Regions from separate parts of the Triticum aestivum genome. Here region 1 is linked to region 2. The links are chromatin contacts, called in public Hi-C maps. All regions are on one chromosome and are shown on one strand. Each heading gives the region's core, a stretch centred on a gene start, on an enhancer-like site or on the middle of the called end of the contact. The rest is flanking DNA. Distances are from core to core; before and after follow the strand shown. Region 1 has its middle 110 kb from the start of LOC123062055. Region 2 holds the start of LOC123062055 (probable alpha,alpha-trehalose-phosphate synthase [UDP-forming] 7).

Region 1 (4,906 bases), core at 1,724-4,223, 110 kb after region 2:
AATTCCACATCCCAGGCTCCTGTATTAGGATCAATCAACTCATTCACCGTTCTTAGTAACACGTTCCCTTTTCTTGTGTGGATCATCCTTGTTGGACTCGAAGGTACCCAATGGTCCTCCCAGATATTTATTTTCTCACCGGAACCAACTCTCCAAATGCGGCCTCTCCTGAACGTTTGCAGACCAGCGATGATACTCTGCCATGTAAAAGATGATCCCTTTTTTGGCCCTGCCTTTAAAAATTTTTCATCAGGAAAGTATTTTGCTATTAAGACAGTAGCACAAAGAGTGTCCGGATGCGTTATCATTCGCCAACTTTGTTTCGCTAGCATGGCTAAATTAAAAGCATGGAGGTCCCGAAACCACATACCTCCTTTATCTTTTGGAAGACACATCCTCCACCAAGCTAGCCAGTGCATTTTCTTCTCTTCCTCTGTATCCCCCCACCAAAAGGCCGCCATTGCATCCGTGATTTCTTTACATATTTTCTTTGGAATTTTAAAAACAACCATGGCATAAACTGGGATAAATTGGATAATTGCTTTCAAAAGAATTTCCTTTCCTCCTAAGGACAACAACTTTTCCTCCCAACCTTTAAGTCGATTCACAACTCTTTCAACGAGGTGAGAGAAACTATCACTCCGGTCCAAACTCACCATAGAAGGAAGACCAAGATATGTGTCAGAGATTGCTTCCGTCATTATGTTCAGTTCTGCACAGACCTGAGCTTTGATAACCACATTCACATTTGGGCTAAAGAAGATACTACACTTCCCTTCACTCACCAATTGTCCAGAACTTGCACAATATTCATCCAATACCTGTCTCAATGAGGTTGCATTATACATATCCGCTTTCATAAGGATTAGGGAATCATCAGCAAATAGTAAATGAGAGACTGATGGTGCATTTCTGCACACCGGAACACCTTCAATGCCACGAACTTCCTCTTTATGAGCCAAAGCACTAGATAAACCCTCTGCACACATAAGAAATAAATAAGGTGATAAGGGGTCCCCTTGTCAGAGCCCCCTTGTAGGGGTAAATTCCTCTGTTTCTTGATCATTATACCTCACTTTGTATTTAACCGAGGAAACACAAGCCATTAAAAGCTTCACAAACTCTTTTTCAAATCCTAGTCTTTTCATCATCCTCTCCGAGAATATCCACTCCACACGATCATAGGCTTTGTGCATATCAAGCTTTACAGCACAATACCCCTCCTTTCCTTTATTTTTATTTTTATTTTTTATAGTATGAATGCATTCATAAGCTAGCAAAATGTTATTCGTAATGAGTCGGTCTGGAACGAAAGCACTTTGCACTGGGGCAATAATATCATCAAGACAGAGCTTAAGCCGGAATTCTATCATTTTAGAGATCACCTTATAAAGAATATTGCAAAGACTTATGGGTCTATGTTGGGTGATCCTGTACGGGTTATCCACTTTTGGTATAAGAACAATGACCGTGTCATTCCATCCTTCAGGAATAGCCTTGTTATTAATAGCATCAAGAACTTCAGTAGTTAAAGCATCACCAAGGATGTGCCAACATTTAAAAAAAAAGATAGCATGCAATTCGTCCGTACCGGGAGCTTTCAAATCGCCAATGGGAAAAGGAGCTTTTTTTACCTCTTCGGGAGTATATGGTTTTAGTAGAGCTTCATTCACCTGCGGCGTTACCCTCCGATTCACCTTTTCAAGCAAACTAGGATCCGGTTCATCAATCTCGGTGGAGAACAGGCCCGCAAAATATTGGGAAATTAGCGGGTTTAAGTATGCAGTACCCTCCCGCCAAACGCCTTGATCATCCTTCAGATTGCCTATCCGGTTCCTTAGTTTCCGAGCAGACGCAAACTTTTGGAAATATGACGTATTTCGGTCACCGAACATGAGCCAGTTTATACGACTCCTTTGAGCCCAGTGAATCTTCTCCATTGGCAATAACTGTTCCAGCTCTTCCGCAAGTTCCTTTTGTTTTGTAACATTTTCCTAAGAAAGCACATCCCTGGAAACTTGCTCTAATTCTCTCTGTACCTTCTTAATTTTCTTTGAAGATTTGCGCAACACTGTCTTGTCCCACCGATGAAGTTGTTCATGAACATACGCCAAACGGCATGCAAGCCCAATGTTCTTCTGCTCCGGCCTTGAAGACTGCCAAGCTTCTTCTACCACCTCTCTGAACTTTTCTTCTCTCAGCCAACGTGCCTCGAACCGGAGGACTGATCTTTCCACGGGTTCTTGAACCACTTCCTCATGCAAACTCATAATTATTGGTCTGTGATCCGACTCTTTTTATTCCAAATGTTCCAGAACCGCGCTAGGGAACATTTCATATTTATTTTTTAACTCGGCATATTTCTTCAACTCCTCATATTCCGGCTCTTATGTTAACGTGCACCAAATGTGCATCGACGGTTGACAAGCTGGGAGCTTGAGATAGATAGATATATTCCTGATGATCCTCGACTAACTCTCGTGAGAGGGAACGAGGACACGTGGTTATAGCAAGTGCCTCAAGATATAGATGTGTCCAAATATACGATTGGTTCCAAGGAAAGCTATTCCATCGGGACACTGATCTGCATTGCATGCAACAAAAAATGCTGACGTGTCACTAATCCTGATAGAACGATATGCCACTAGAAGAGGAGTGCTTCGAAATCTCTGAGCAGCAGCAAAACAAGCCGCTTTCGCCTCTTTTTGGCGAAAGATACTTGATAGTTTTCCACCGGCACTTCCATCAACAAGTGGGCGTCGCAAGAACCACGAAGATTCCGAGAAATTCCAAATCATCTTGCCAACAAGCTAGAGCTAGACGCCACGGACCACGAGCCAAAAGGGGGAAATCATGTGCGACACCGATACGGGCGCGATCGCCAGCAGACTGGACCCTCGCGTCGTGTTCCGATCCTGACCGGCATGCATTGGCCCTGGCCCTGCCCCCCGATACGACACGACGGGGTGGATCGCCGCGCTGCGGGTTAATGATACGGTGAATGTGGCGCTTGGCGCGCGCGGAAGGCCGCCCTGTGATGGTGGTGGTGGCGCCCGCGGGCGGCCGACAGCGTCGCCGTCGGCGAAAAGCGGGCCGCGCGCGGGTGGAGGAGCGGAAAGGCCGCGGCGGCCCTGGCGCCGGCGCTGCTGGGGGTCGAGTGATTGGCCCTTCGGCCGGGCTCGCGATAAGACATCGACGCGCGCATCTTCCGGCCGGCGCCGCGCCTACGTTATCTGCTGCGGATAGGAACCCCCCGACGGCCCAGATCCTCTCTCTTTCGGAGAATTTACGGCCCCGATTCGATTCTCAGTCCGGCAGATAAAAACGATCCCGCTCCGCCTGCAGGAGCAGGACCAAACGGGTCCCTCTCGCTCTTTCGCGTCCCGATGGCTCCTGCGTGCCTCCTGGTCCTCTCCAATCATGCTAGGTTCCATCTAAATTCCTACTGGCTGTAAATAAGTACAGATGATTACTCGGTAGTGGGACGATCGTGATGAGTTTACCGGCTAGGTCAAACATGCTCACGTATGCACGCCAATTATTCTTGCCACACTTAGCGGTCCGCCATGGAGATGCGGAGCGGGAGACGTGCGTGACGGCATGGTTTCATGCACGGCTGATGTCTGCACCGTGCATAAAATGTATAGAATGCCCAGCAGATCTTGACGCGTTCATGGCTCCATGCACACCCTGGAAAGTTCGAGGACACCGGTATTTTAAAGCGAATCTCCGGTCAAGGCCGTCGGTGAGACCGGATTATTTCGGTGGTGACGCTGAATTGCCGGGAGGCCTGTACGTGCTTCGTTTTTATATCGTTCTTTGTCGGGTTGGCTTAGAGGCCGGTATCACGACACAATATTGTTTCTTGTCCTCTGTTTCTGTTTTTAAGGGGATCGCACGTGGATCATCTGCAAACATGCAACCAGAGGGAAGAAGGTCTACAGGGGGGAATTTTCTCGGGCGCTCGTGCTGAGTTCGATGCTAGCCTCGGGAGGTCCTATACGACGCATTCTGCGTCAAAGTGTCGCGTTCGCACAGGGGGGTTCGCTAGTGGGCTGTTTGGGCCGCTTTTCTCTATTTCTCTGTTGGGCGCGCGTTTTAAAAACCGTTTGTACTGTTTCGCGAACGCCTGCTTTCTCTGTTTCACGCGTGTTTGTTTCTCGGTTTCTTTTCTTGTACTGTTTCTCTCTGTTGCTTCTGTTGTTTCTTTGTCAAAGGAAGATCAGTTCCAATAAAAGAAAAAAATAATGACAACTTATTTTGCAAACTTATTTTCCAACAAACATAATTGTTTCTTTGTCAAAGGAAGAACAATTACAATAAACTTGACAAACAGTAGTAAAAGAAGAGTTCGAAATGTGCAACAAAGAATCAGTATAAGAAAAAAAACATACAGAAAAAATACATGGAAAAAATAATATAAATATTTGAGCTTCTTTGCAAACTTATTTTGCAGATTTAAGCCTTATTAAAAATTGAGCGTAATGCAAGAAAATATAACTAGGGAACCATGTTAAACAAAAGGCAGATTAGTTTCCTCATGGAACTGTTCCTTTGAGTTGAAAAAAATTCTTGCATTGGGACCCTTGAGAATTAAAAAGGGAAATATGTTTCCCAAAGAAATTGGTTGCTCGTTTACAAAAATGTTTCAGCTGTTTTCAGACATTATTTACACCCAAATTTCTTGGAAAGAAACTATCACTAGACCATTAAGAGAAAAAAAAGATAGCTCTATCGTTAAGGAAACATTTTTCGCATCGAAGTATTCCTTTGAGTTCAATCTTGCAGTGCAACTTCCCTTGATGGTGACAATATTAATGAGACCCTTGAAAATAGAAAGAAGAAATATGTTAATTGGAAACACAGGTGCAGAACATAACTTACATGTCTCTGCAGGAAAGAAGTT
Region 2 (4,358 bases), core at 148-2,647:
TTGGGGTGCGTCCTCAGCATATTCTCAAAGGCAAGAAGCTTCAGATTGATCCCTTTAAAGATGTCCATATCATCCACACCGAGCAACACAGTCTTCCCCTCAAACTGCTGCTGCAGCTCGGAAACTCTCCACTGCCTGTCCGGCAAGCACAGAACCGCCTGCAACTGATCCATATGAATTCCCACTGGCATGATTTTGATCCCAACAGTGCGGCCAAAGTACTCCAATCCAATGTACCCACGCTTGGACTGGTATTCGATTCCCAGCATCCTACTACAGCATGAGAGGAAATGCCTGGCGTAATCGAAAGTGTGGAACCCAATGAGATCACAATTGAGCAGCGCCTTTAGGATCTCCTCGCGGACAGGCAGGGTGCGGTAGATCTCCGACGAGGGGAATGGGCTGTGGAGGAAGAAGCCGATGCGGAGGCGGTTGAAGCGGCGGCGGAGGAAGGTGGGAAGCGCCATGAGGTGGTAGTCGTGGACCCACACATAGTCGTCCTCCGGGTTGATGACCTCCACGACCTTCTCGAAGAAGAACTTGTTGGCGAGCACGTATGCCTCCCACGAGCCGCGGTCGAAGCGGCCGTTGCCAGCCGGGGGAGCCGATGAGGAGGAGGAGGAGGAGGAGGTTGCTGTAGGCGCGGAGGAGGCGAAGGGGAGCATGTAGTGGAAGAGAGGCCAGAGTTGGCGCTTGCAGAAGCTGTGGTAGAAGCGGTCGTGGAGGGACTCGGGGAGGAACACCGCGACGCAGCGGAAGCGGTCGTACAGCGCCTGCGAGACCTCGTCCTGCTCGGCGAGGGGGATGTCGGCGCGCACGCCGCCGACGAAGAGCACCTCCATCTCGTCGGGAATGCCGTCGCGGAGCTGGAGGAGCAGCGAGTCGTCGTCCCAGGAGAAGGACCAGCCGCGGCCGTCGGGGCGGCGGCGCGCGACGATTGGGAGCTGGTTGGAGACGACGAGCAGGCGCTCGCCCGACACGGAGGAGGGCACGTCGGAGGCGACGCTGTTGGTGGCGGCCGGCTCCGACTCGTCCTCCCCGTCGAGCTCCGACAGCGTGCCCGGCACCGTCATGACCCGCGACATCCGCTTCATCCCGAACGAGCCCGACCTCCGCCGCGCACCGCCGCTGGCCGGGCCCAGCGCGGCGAAGTTGCCCTCGGCGAGATCGAGCAGGTTGGTATACGACCGCGACATCATGGCTGAAGCAGGCGCTCGGAGAATCTAGCCCCCTCGGATTGGCGGAACGGCCGAGGTCTCCAGCAGAAACCGCGAGATCGTGCCCCGCTCTGATCTTATCCGATCTGATCTGAGAGAGACGGCGAGCGAGGGGTGGGGGAAGTGGCGTGGTGGGTTTTCGAGTTTGGAAATGAAACCGGAGGCGAGAGGTTGGGGACGGGGGAGGAGGACGCGGCCCGTATATTCCACGGGGCGGGGGGTTAGGCTGAGGCCCGGCGCGCGACTCCCTCGTGGACTGCCGTCCACTGACAGCAACGGGCTGCCTCCGGGTCGGTGGGTGCGATCCCCGTGGACCGCGCCTATCCAGGGCGCGCGGAACGGGGGGCGCAGGGGATAAGGTTTGCGCTCGCACTCTCCGATGCCAGCTGGCGTCACGCGCCCCACCATCCCTCCCCTCCCCTCCCCTTGTGGGGCGCACTCACTCATTAACGGTTACGATGAGGGCCGCTACAGGAGCGGCTGGCCGACGGACGGACCAGATCCACGCGGTCGTGGGCCCGCCTGCTGGCCATTTTAACTGTTCCGGTGGCTCATTTCGTCCTCTCTTTCCCCGGTGGGCGAGAAAAACGTGTCCGGTGCGGGCGCGGCCACGACGCCGTGGCCCGGGTGACGCAGGGCGTGACGCGCGCGCCGGGGAACTGCCTGCGCATCGCTCCTGTATGCTCGTTTGTACTAGTATTGTTTTGTTCCTTCTGCTGCATTTAGATCTTTTTGGACTCCCGGCTCACAAATCTGTGGTTTTTGGTTCAATGGTAAAAACATGTGGCTCAGAATCCATCATGTTGAGCGTCGCTCGCATCGCATCCTCGGCCCGCAACTACGATGCCGCGGCAGGCTCATCAGATTGGAAGTTGTGTGTGTCTTTTACTACTGTCTCAAGCCTCAACAGACAACAGGTTATGTAGTTTTTGTGATGCGGTGGGCGGCCTCCTGAAAGCAGCTTTGCAACCCTCGACCGGAAAAATAAGATCTCGTCTCGCCGTGGCCATTCAGCAGTCGTGATTCTGAGAAGGACAATTATATGAGTTAAGTAATACTCGTACTAGTACTGCAGGTTATTAAGCTTGATTAACATAATCCAAGTGGTCATTCTAAATGAAAAGCGCAGAAGCGCTTAAGCAGTTCAAGAAGCCGGCCATCTGCTTTTTTTAAGCAGCAGCCAGGGACGAATCAACGCACGTTTCGTCAAAAGAGGCCTTCCAGGCGAGGTGGCTGCTGCCGGGGCCAAACTTTCTCCAGGTTGGAAGCTGAATTCGACTCCCCCAAGCGGCAAATGAGATCCATCGGCGGTGCGCGGTCGTCTCGTCGTCCCCAAACGCCAGCTCGCATGGCGCCGCCGTCGTCGTGTCGTGGGGCGGGGACGCGGCTGGCCAGCACGTTCACGGTGGCTGGCCTGGCACGCGCTTAACTTGCCTGCAGCGGGCGGCAACAGGCGCCGACGTGTAGGTGACGTGGAGGCCGAGCACCGCTGCCCAATCCGGGCGGCGTCGCGTCGGCTCCGAGTCAGCACCCTCCATATCCGCACGGAAAGAAAGCATTAAAGAAGCAGGGCGCGTCTCATTGTCCATGACCTGCAATGGCAAAGCTGTTTTCTGCGTGGATGCTACGTACGACTATGACACTTGGGCCATGCACCCCAGCCGCCGCGACCATCGGTCGGTCGGTCCAAGGATGTTTTGAGGCTTCCAATAAAACAGTATTTCTTCATCTCCTAAGAGCAACTCCAACGCGCCGACCAATTTTATCCGCGCGCGTCCGTTTGGATCGCAGCGGACTAAAAAGTCGACCCAACGCACCGACCTAAACAGACGCTCGTCCGCTTTTCGTCCGTTTGCTGATCCATTTTCGATCTTTTTTTAGCCTGATTTGCATTGGCGCGGATACGAGATCGACGCACGCGCAGTGCGACAAATACTTCCCCTGGCCCGACAGTCAATAGCAAAGCATCCATCGTTCCCACCAATTTCCCAAAAACCCTCCTGGCCGCTCGCCATGGACGACGCCCTCGATGCGGCCGCCGGCCTTGCCTCCCCCCTCTAGCAAAGGCAAGCCCCTCGCAAGACCGTCGCGCCGCCAAAGAAGAAGCGGACCTCCGGCCTCGCCTCCTCCTCTGGCAAAGGCAAGCCCCACGCCCCTCGCAAGACCGCCGCGCCGACAAAGGAGAAGCTGACGCCGGAGGAGCGGGTCGTGCAGTCGGCCAAGAGGAAGGGCCGAAGGCACACGGCAGACACAAGGGAAGAAGCAGCGGTCACCGCCGCACAGCAGGAGGACACCAACGCCCGCGTCGCGGCGGCAACGAGGGAGGCCCTGTTCTACCTAGGGTTAAACCCTGGCCAGCACGGGCTCGTCAACGCCGTTGTGGCCGCGGCCAGCACCGGCTCGTCCGCATTTCCACGGATGGTGCTGACGGAGTCACCGCGCGCGTCGACGAGGCACCCGATCCCCGGCTTCCACGTCTACCCGCAAGCCTCCCAACTCTCCGAGGAATGCTCGTCGGAGATGAGCGTGGTGGTTCCTTCCACGCTCGCACCCGTGCCCATCGACCTCAACGCCACGCCGGTGGCTGGTGCGTCGTCATCCAGATGGACTAGGAAACGCGTGCGGGTGATGCCAGCCGACGTGCTCCCCGGCACTCGCGACCTGTTCGACAGAATGCCGGCGGCCGCCGCCGACAAGATGGTCGACCGTTACATGAAGAGCATCGTCTTTGAGGGTGGTGCGGCGGCCGCTGGCAGTGCCACTGTGGCTGGCTACGATCCCGATGAGACCCAAAGCCAGGACGGCCGAGGGCCGTTCACGCCGGCGACCTATGATCAAGCTAGCATACACGATGCCTTCATGCAAGATCAAGTCGGCCTGGACCTGGACGGCTTCCCGCTGGACCATGAGTTTCCGGAGGACTATGGGCTCGAGGAAGAGGATGAGTTCGACATTGACAGGGAGACTTTGTTCGAGGATATGTTTACAAGAAAGTGAGTGGGAGCTCTATAGCATTTCTGTTATTATATGTGGATGACATATTGCTGATTGGAAATGATATAGAATTTCTAGATAGCATAAAGGGATACTTGAATAAGAGTTTTTCAATGAAAGACCTCGATGAAGCTGCTTATATATTGG

What was found. A called contact is a pair of places that touch in the nucleus more often than the background predicts.
Region 1: a Hi-C map of leaf shows a contact between it and region 2, with 6 times the contacts expected there. The contact joins the enhancer-like site here to the promoter of LOC123062055 in region 2. A contact is called at or near these places in 3 of 5 Hi-C or Micro-C datasets (all in leaf).

Annotation. Positions count from the first base shown.
Region 1 is chr3A:529,116,423-529,121,328 of IWGSC CS RefSeq v2.1, forward strand. No RefSeq gene overlaps it. Among protein-coding and RNA genes, the nearest start is that of LOC123062055, 110 kb to the left of the region's middle. Within about 2 kb of position 2,974, at least 7 of the 8 cell types and tissues checked have an H3K27ac peak or open chromatin away from gene starts, as enhancers often do. A contact at or near this core is called in leaf, where this site is marked.
Region 2 is chr3A:529,004,637-529,008,994 of IWGSC CS RefSeq v2.1, forward strand. It overlaps LOC123062055 (probable alpha,alpha-trehalose-phosphate synthase [UDP-forming] 7), which reads right to left and starts at 1,398. Exons shown (of 3, transcript XM_044485385.1): 1 at 1-1,398. The coding sequence starts at 1,199.